2 separate regions of the Mus musculus genome follow, and region 2 is linked to region 1. Evidence: chromatin contacts called from public Hi-C data. All regions are on one chromosome and are shown on one strand. The core of a region is the stretch at or near the end of the contact, and the rest is flanking DNA. Distances in the headings are between cores, read along the strand shown. Region 1 has its middle 17 kb from the start of Gm52195. Region 2 overlaps Nckap1l (NCK associated protein 1 like).

The links. A called contact is a pair of places that touch in the nucleus more often than the background predicts.
Region 2: a Hi-C map of bone marrow-derived macrophages shows a contact between it and region 1, with 42 read pairs. The contact joins two enhancer-like sites. A contact is called at or near these places in 10 of 484 Hi-C or Micro-C datasets (the C2C12 cell line, the HPC-5 cell line, bone marrow-derived macrophages and 4 more), 3 of 115 datasets of contacts at active chromatin or transcription factors (bone marrow-derived dendritic cells, bone marrow-derived macrophages and embryonic stem cells) and 4 of 9 other capture datasets (adipose tissue, bone marrow-derived macrophages, liver and 1 more).

The regions. Positions count from the first base shown.
Region 1 is chr15:103,392,080-103,396,155 of GRCm38.p6, reverse strand. No RefSeq gene overlaps it. Among named protein-coding and RNA genes, the nearest start is that of Gm52195, 17 kb to the left of the region's middle. Within about 2 kb of position 2,370, at least 21 of the 459 cell types and tissues checked have an H3K27ac peak or open chromatin away from gene starts, as enhancers often do. A contact at or near this core is called in bone marrow-derived dendritic cells, bone marrow-derived macrophages and macrophages, where this site is marked.
Region 2 is chr15:103,475,963-103,479,731 of GRCm38.p6, reverse strand. Nckap1l (NCK associated protein 1 like) reads right to left here. Exons shown (of 31, transcript NM_153505.4): 18 at 3,635-3,754; 19 at 1,309-1,454; 20 at 877-1,008. Among named protein-coding and RNA genes, the nearest start is that of Nckap1l, 24 kb to the right of the region's middle. Within about 2 kb of position 2,346, at least 14 of the 459 cell types and tissues checked have an H3K27ac peak or open chromatin away from gene starts, as enhancers often do. A contact at or near this core is called in bone marrow-derived dendritic cells, bone marrow-derived macrophages and macrophages, where this site is marked.

The sequences.
Region 1 (4,076 bases), core at 1,121-3,620:
GGATTAAGACAAACACAGATGGTTATTATCACTATCTACTTGATAAATTCCAGTGGGGAGTTTCTTAGGGTTTTGATGTTTTCTTAAGGCCAGAGCTTGAGTATACTGTGTCCCCAGCCCTTTTCAGTATTTATTATGTTTCATGGGTATGTACTACAGTTGTGTATTTAAAATGTTAAATATTTGCTGCAGGCAAATGTCACCTAGGTGAAAAATTCCTGAAATTTAATCTTTGCTAAGACTATAACAGTTTCTTAATAGTAAGTTATGATCAGAACTTCATATTTTTGGTTGCTAACTGCATCCAGCTTCCTTAATTTTTGATTCTGTGCACTCAATTTCTCTCTCAAACTGTTTCTGTTTGAGCTCATTTCCATATCTGTCTGCTTGAATTCCATTATCAGTTACTCCTTAATTCCCATGACCCCCCTTGTACCTCTGTCTGCTTCACTAATCCCCAAGTCAAGAGAAGCCCTGGCTCTTCTAATCTATTCCTAGTAGTATTGGCATAGAAAATACCAATATCCACCTAACACCACAGCTGAGACATGATTTCTTTTTTTTTTTTTTTTTTCTTTTTTGGTTTTTCGAGACAGGGTTTCTCTGTATAGCCCTGGCTGTCCTGGAACTCACTTTGTAGACCAGGCTGGCCTCAAACTCAGAAATTCCCCTGCCTCTGCCTTCCGAGTGCTAGGATTAAAGGCGTGAGCCACCACGCCTGGCTGAGACATGATTTCTAATCTCAGGCTTATTCCTGATTTGTCAGGTTACTATTGTAACCTTGTGTTTTGTATTGTTGTAGATAGTCTCACTATGTAGTCTTGGAATTTAAGGTCAGTCTTCCTGCCTCAGTCTGAATGCTGGGATTGTGTGAACTAACACATCCACGCTTCTTTCAGGCCAAACACCAAGCATGTATATGGTGTACACACATACATGCAGGCATTATGTCATATCATATACATAATAAACATAAATCTTTTTTTTTAAAAGGCAAGTAATCAGAGATCTCTAGGACCCATATGGTAGAAGAAAAAAATTTAATTCCAGTCTAGTGATGGTGGCACATGACTTTAAATCTGGCACTTGGGAGACAGAGACAGGCAGATCTCTAGCGTTCAAGGCCAGCCTGGTCTACAGAGGGAGTTCCAGGACAGCCAGGACTACACAGAAAAACCCTGTCTTGAAAAAAAATTTTTTTTGTTTTATTTTTACTTTGCCTACCAGCAAAGGCTTTTTGAGCATTTAGTATGTAGCAAACTGCACAAAATTCCAATATACTTAGTAGATCTAGTACATCACATTTAATCCCATATAATCTGAATAAAGTGGGTACTCTTAGATCCCCTACTGGTAAATAAGAAAAATGAGGGTTACAGAATTTACATGATTGAGAGTTGTTGCTTGGTTACTGTGGAAAAAACAAAATTATAATCATGTCTACAGCTCCAAAAGCCAGTACTCTTAACCCCCACTGTATTTTACAGTTGCCCTACCTTGGTCATAATCTAACCATGGAGAACTCATTGTCCCTACAGTGCTCTTTAATGACCACATTGTTGGGAGCTGGGGAAGTTGGCTCAGTGGTTAAGAGTACTTCTTGTTACAAAGGACCTGAGTTTGAGTCCCAGTACCTACATGGAGGCTAACCATGTCCTAGGGAGCCAGACATGTGTACAGATGTCATTACTCATATACATAAAATAATAAAAATTAATGACCATACCATCCACAGGTCTTGTTTTTGCCTGCTTTCTGCCTGGTGTAATATCTTCAAATTCCAACTCAAATGCTGTCTCCTCATTCTTTGTATTCTTCTCTGTTCATTTTTTTTAATCTAGCTCTTAGCTGGTCTGTATCTCACAGAGCTCCATCTCCCTCTGCTTCCCAAGTGCAAGGACTAAAGATCCATACCACCACATCTAGCTCATACTTTCTTTAGTAACGTTGAGTTTATGGAACTCACTTCCTTTTTTTTTTTTTTAGATTAATTTCTTTATGCATACAAGAACACTGTAGCCGTCTTCATACACACCATAAGAAGGCATCAGATCCCATTACAGTTGGTTACAGTTGCTAGGAATTGAACTCAGGACCTCTGGAAGAACAGCCAGTGCTCTTAACCACCTCTTCTTAGCCATCTCTCCAGCCCCTAGAATTCACTTCTAAATGCCTAAATCAGTCAGAGTTTAGAAGAAAACAGAAACCACACTTGACATGTTAAGCATAAGAGTATTTGATGAAGTCATCTGAGTAGCTAGCTGCAGGCCTCTTAGGAATAATTCTCAGGACACCACCAGACTAAGCCACCATAGGGCCTGCAGCCTCTGGTGGTTCCTGAATATTACTAAGCTTGAGGAGATGACAACATAGCTAAAACCCCACAGTATTCTTGAGATCATGTTTTTTTATAGAGTTAATGACTAATACAGACATCTGAGAGCTGGTCATCTGATGAACATAAAAGGAAGCTTGGTATTCAGTATGTTGAGCACTTGGGTTTACACTCAGATGTGTGAGGTTTTCAGTGTTTTCTATTGTAAGATTAAATACAAGTCTGGCATGTAAAATGTGGTAGTGCATGCCTTTAATACAGCACTCCAGAGACAGAACCAAGTAGATCTCTTGAGTTTGAGGCTAGCCTGGTATGTAGATAGCAAGATCTAGAACAGTCTGAACTGCATAGACCCTGTCTCATCTCAGATAGAGAGAGAGAGAGAGAGAGAGAGAGAGAGAGAGAGAGAGAGAGAGAGAGAGAGAGAGAGAGAGATTGGAAAGAAAATTGAATTTGGGGCTGAATCAATGGCTCAGCAGTTAAAAGCAATGACTGCTCTTCTAAAGGACCTAAGTTCATCTCCAAGCATCCATGTGATTGCGCATGACTAATTCCAGTCCCAGGAGATCCAGTGCCCTCCCTGACTTACACAGGCATGTATGCATTGTATGCATGCAAAATACCCATACACTTAGAATAATAAATTCTTTCCTTTTGGGGGGGGGGGTGCGGTGGGTGAGACATGGTTTCTCTGTATAGCTCTGGCTATCCTAGAATTTACTCTGTAGACCAGACTAGTCTCTGCCCTGAGTGCTGGGGTTAAAGGCATGTACCATCACCACCTGACTAGAATAATTTTTTAAGAATTAAAAAATAAGTATGAGTATTATCTCCCTCTCATCTCCCCCTGATCCTGTTTCCAAGCCCTTGCCTTTCCTCCCTTCTCTTCTCTCCCTGACATTTCATCTCTCCCTTCTACCCTGTCTCCTCAAAGCCCAGAGGGATAAGTACCAGATGCTAGCATATTCTCCCCTACATTGTTCCCACCCTTCAAAAAGCCATACAAATTGTGCTGCGAGGACTGAGTGAGCAGTTGGAATTAAAGGAACGGTGGTTATGCAAACAGTGACAGAAGTGGTAATAAGAGACCGAAGAACAGCCCTGTCATGGGATGTAATGATGCACACCTTTAGCCAGTACTCAAGAGGCATCTAGTCAGCCTGGTGTGCATAGCACAGGGCAGCCAGAGCTACCTAGTGATCCTGTGTTAGAACCTTGGAAATGCCAAACTTTCTGTGCCTCATTTACCTCCTTTATGAAGAGACAGAAGTAAGTGCTTCCAAGGTTTGCCTAGCACTAAAATTTTGATGGCTTTATTTACCTGGGAAAATAATTTATAACTAAGATTGTATAAAAGAGATAAATGAAAAAGTTAATTATGTATCCATTCTAGGGTTTTGGTTACTGTATAAGATTTTCCTATCATCCTTAAATCATTCTCTGAGACCATCAAATGAGAGGAGGGAAGCAGAGGCAGAAGTAGCCTCTCATATGTCAAATCAGAATCAGATTTTAAATCACAGAGCAGCCTCCGTGTTCCCTGATATTCCTACTTGGAATCTGTTAATCTGTTCCCTGGAGTTGTGGGGTGGTGATTCTTCAAAGAACCATCACTAGTTTCTAAGGGCAGTAAGGCTCATCAGAAAAGCCTGTCTGTTATAAAAGTGCACTGAAAGCATCATTTAGGCTGTTAGCTAGGCCAGAGATGAAATGATGAAATGATGCTTCTTTCTGCTAGGGC
Region 2 (3,769 bases), core at 1,097-3,596, 84 kb before region 1:
TCTTTCTGTTTAGCATTTATCACTAACCTGACATGTATGCTACTCGCTTATTTTGTTAATCTGTTTCTCCTTCTATAAGATAAACTTCATGGGTCCAGGCTATGTTTTGTATGCTACTTTATCAACAGCCTCTAGAATGGTCCTGACACATAGTAGGTGTTCAATAAATACTTGTTAAATTAATTGCTCATATTCAAAGACAAAAGGACAATGAATTAGTCATAATCATTCCTCTCGATCCCCTAACTACAGTGCCTCAGACATAAGTAGTATCCTTCCTTCTTCAGAAAACAATGGAATGAGGGGCAAAGTACAGGAAGGGAATTTATTTAACTAAGGCTTATTATATGGCAGGAACTTTGCACTCATAGTAATCTGTATTTGTCTACTAACCCTCAATTTCAGGTCATTCTCCATGATCTACAAGGTAAATATCATTATCCTGGACTGAGTAGGAAGGAAACTGACACAGATAAGTTAGATAATCTGCTCCATTGTTATAGCTAATGGCTAGGATGTGGGCACAGTGCTGCAGGATGAACTGACTCTGCACTCTTTCCCCCTGCTCCCTTTTTTAAGGTCTTGTGTAGTCAGGCTGGCCTAGAATTCTCTAGGTAACCAAGGACAACCAAAAGCCCCTGACATTCTAGCCTTTATGTCCCAACTGCTGACCTCTCTGCTCACTCTACTAAACAAGGGGGATAGACCAGCTGCTCACCAAAATCTACAGAAGTAGGGCTCTTTTTTTTCTTTCCCACAGAGGAACCAGACTGTATCAGAGTCTCTATCTAGCCTGTGACATGACCACCAGGATGGATCTAACAGAGCCATACTGAAGACTGCCACAGAATACAAACATGGGCCAGAGAATGCTACCTGTTAAGCCTGGCCTCCAGGTGACTGCTGAGATACTCAGATGGGAAGATGGTGTGTTCAAACACAGAGAAACTGTGCACATGATTCATTGCCAGTGCCAATTCAGTCAAGTTTAGATGTAGTTTGTCCATGCTGAAAGGAAAAAGAGAATTTGATTATGGTGCTGGTCTGGTGCTGTCCATTGGCTTCTGGGAAGGAAATACCAGGCTGTGTTTGGAGCTCTGCCACTCTTGAGAAACACTCAGCCTAGAATGGTACACACTAATGTTCTTCAAAAGCAAAGTAGGAAACTCACCTGGGTGCTTTTTTTTATCTATCAACTCACACCACCTCCCCTACTTCCACCCCACACACACCCAATCACATTCCTTCTTTCCCTTTTCTCCCTCCGTTAATACAGCGCCATTTGGCCCTCAGGAGCCAGACCCTCACTTAGTGACAAGGCTGCGGTTCTTCCGATGACTCTCTGCTCCTGGCTTGTCCCTCTCAGGCTCTCCTTTCCTGGGAGCCTGCCTCTGCTTCATGGACTTCTTATTCTTGGCTTTGCTGATGGTGGTGGCACAGTGCTTAGGTAGAAGCTTTGAAACAGACATGGTGGGGAAATAAGCAAAAGTCATTGCTAACAGCTGAGAATCATCGTCATCTGCTCCTTTCCCCACCCACCTAGCTTCTCTTTCTCTAGTGGGGAGTTTTTTAGAATGTGTTCGCCTCTTCCTGTGTGTTCATAAATATTTCCCTGTGTACATCCTCAAACCCTGAGATGCCAGTGTCTCTCAAGGATGAAAGCACTGCTCCCCTACCCACATCTGAGGTCTTTCCTAACAGAAAAATTTAAGGGAAAACAGTCAGAGCCAAAACTCCACTTACCTTATTTTGTAGGGTCCCAAAGTGGGGAAACAATACTTTTTGCTAGATAAACCTATCATCTCACCAGCTATACCCCTTATTGTTCTGTCTACTGCCCAGTCTATCTATCATGGCTCTCCCAGTTCTCAAAGTTTACATGTTCAGTATCCTTTCCTTGTTTCTTCTTTTTCTTAAATATGTGTATATGTATATTTTTTGCTAGCTAGCTCAAACATCAATCCTCCATTTCTCCTTTCTCTGTGTAGCCCTACAGAAAATACAAACTATCACTTGATACTCAAATTGCCTTAGGGAATCACTTTGGATGAGCCACGCAGGAAAATTCATTTTGTAATCACACTTCCTATTCTTAAATACAAACTCAGTAGATTCAAAAAATTCAAAAAATAAAATAAAATCCACCATGGTAGACAAAGATACTTTAATACAAAAGTATTTGTGGTTGGTTAAAAAACCAGTATCCAAATATATAACCTTAATAGTAATAGCATCAATAATTATTTACTCAAAATGTTAACTCTGAAGGGCCAATACTCACTTGCTTACAACAGTTCTGTGCACAAATAATTATTCACCAAGGCTTAGTCATTCCTGACACAGCACTGAGTAAGCCTGCCTACTATACATGTAGTAGATATTTGTAGAGTATGATGAATACAACTGTAAGTATCCTCACTTGTGTATCTTCTGTGCATCAATTACTTACATTCTTTTAATCACGTATTTGTATTTCCCTTACCTACACTGGGACATTCCCAAAGACAGAGATCATGTACCTTCCTTCTTGATCTTCACTCCAAACTATTAGCCTAAGAGATTAGTGTCCATCAAGCTTCACACAATACAAGTGCTAACATTTATTGGCTACTGTATATACAAAATATTTAGTGTACTCTATTTCATTTAATCCTCATTGCAACTCTGTGAAAAATGTTATTCATCCTTACTTGACACATAAGAAAATGAAAAAGCTGCATGATACAATAACTGTTTATCTGTACTCACAAAGTTAGACATATTACACATGTACAGACACACACACTCATAGCTTACTTCCTCTCCTACAAAAGTTGCTACTATTCTGACTCAAATCCAGGAAGGGTGGGTAGTCTGGGAAATTCAAGGCTCCATAGACAAAAACAAAACTAACTTCTTATTCCTGATTTTCTGAAATGTAGGCTGATCTAATCATGACCAGGTGCTATGAGTCAGTAAAGGGAGAAAGACAAAAATAAAATAAAAAAAATAAAAATCCAACAACCCAGAAGACAAGAAAGTAACTAGCACTAGAGTGCTTGAAAAGTTCAGTTAGTTGTAGACTGGGATGCTGATAAACAGAAAAACTAGACAAGATAGAGACCTGGGACCATTGTTGAAAGTATGTGAGCACCATGCAAAGAAGACAAAGTTCATCTCCCAAAACTCTCCAAATGGAGCACAGATTTTAATGGAGTTTATCTGCTCAAGTAAAAGTGTTTTCAGGTATTTCTATCCACTGAGTGTATCCAACCTACCACAACAGATCATGTGCAACCAAGGATAAAACAAAATCACAAACATTAAGACATGTGTGTGGTGTGGTGTGTGGGTGTGTGTGTGTATGTGTGCGCGCCCCATTTTGTAACTCAGTTGTGGAGTTCTCCAGTATGAACTTTGTAGAAGACTACCTCAGGTCACAATGTCAAAAGGTTATGTGTTGTGATTCTAATCCCAAGAGATTATTTGAAGTGACTATACTGATAGAGGAATTCTAGCCTAAACCAAGTTCACAAAAGCCCTAGCCCTACTCAAGAAATGGAGAATCTATCTGACCTGTGAGAGAGAAACAAGAGTGGCCCGAGGAAAAGGCACTGAAGGTAAGAAAGGAGACTGAACCAGGATGAGGGGATACCTGTTCATTCAGGTTCCGCTGTTCCGCACATATCTCAAGCACACAGTTGCTGGTCTGCTTGGCCAGATCTTCCAGGAAGGAGTTGCAGTGGTGAAGACCATGGTTCTTCAGGTGAGGGTACTATGGAGAGGACCG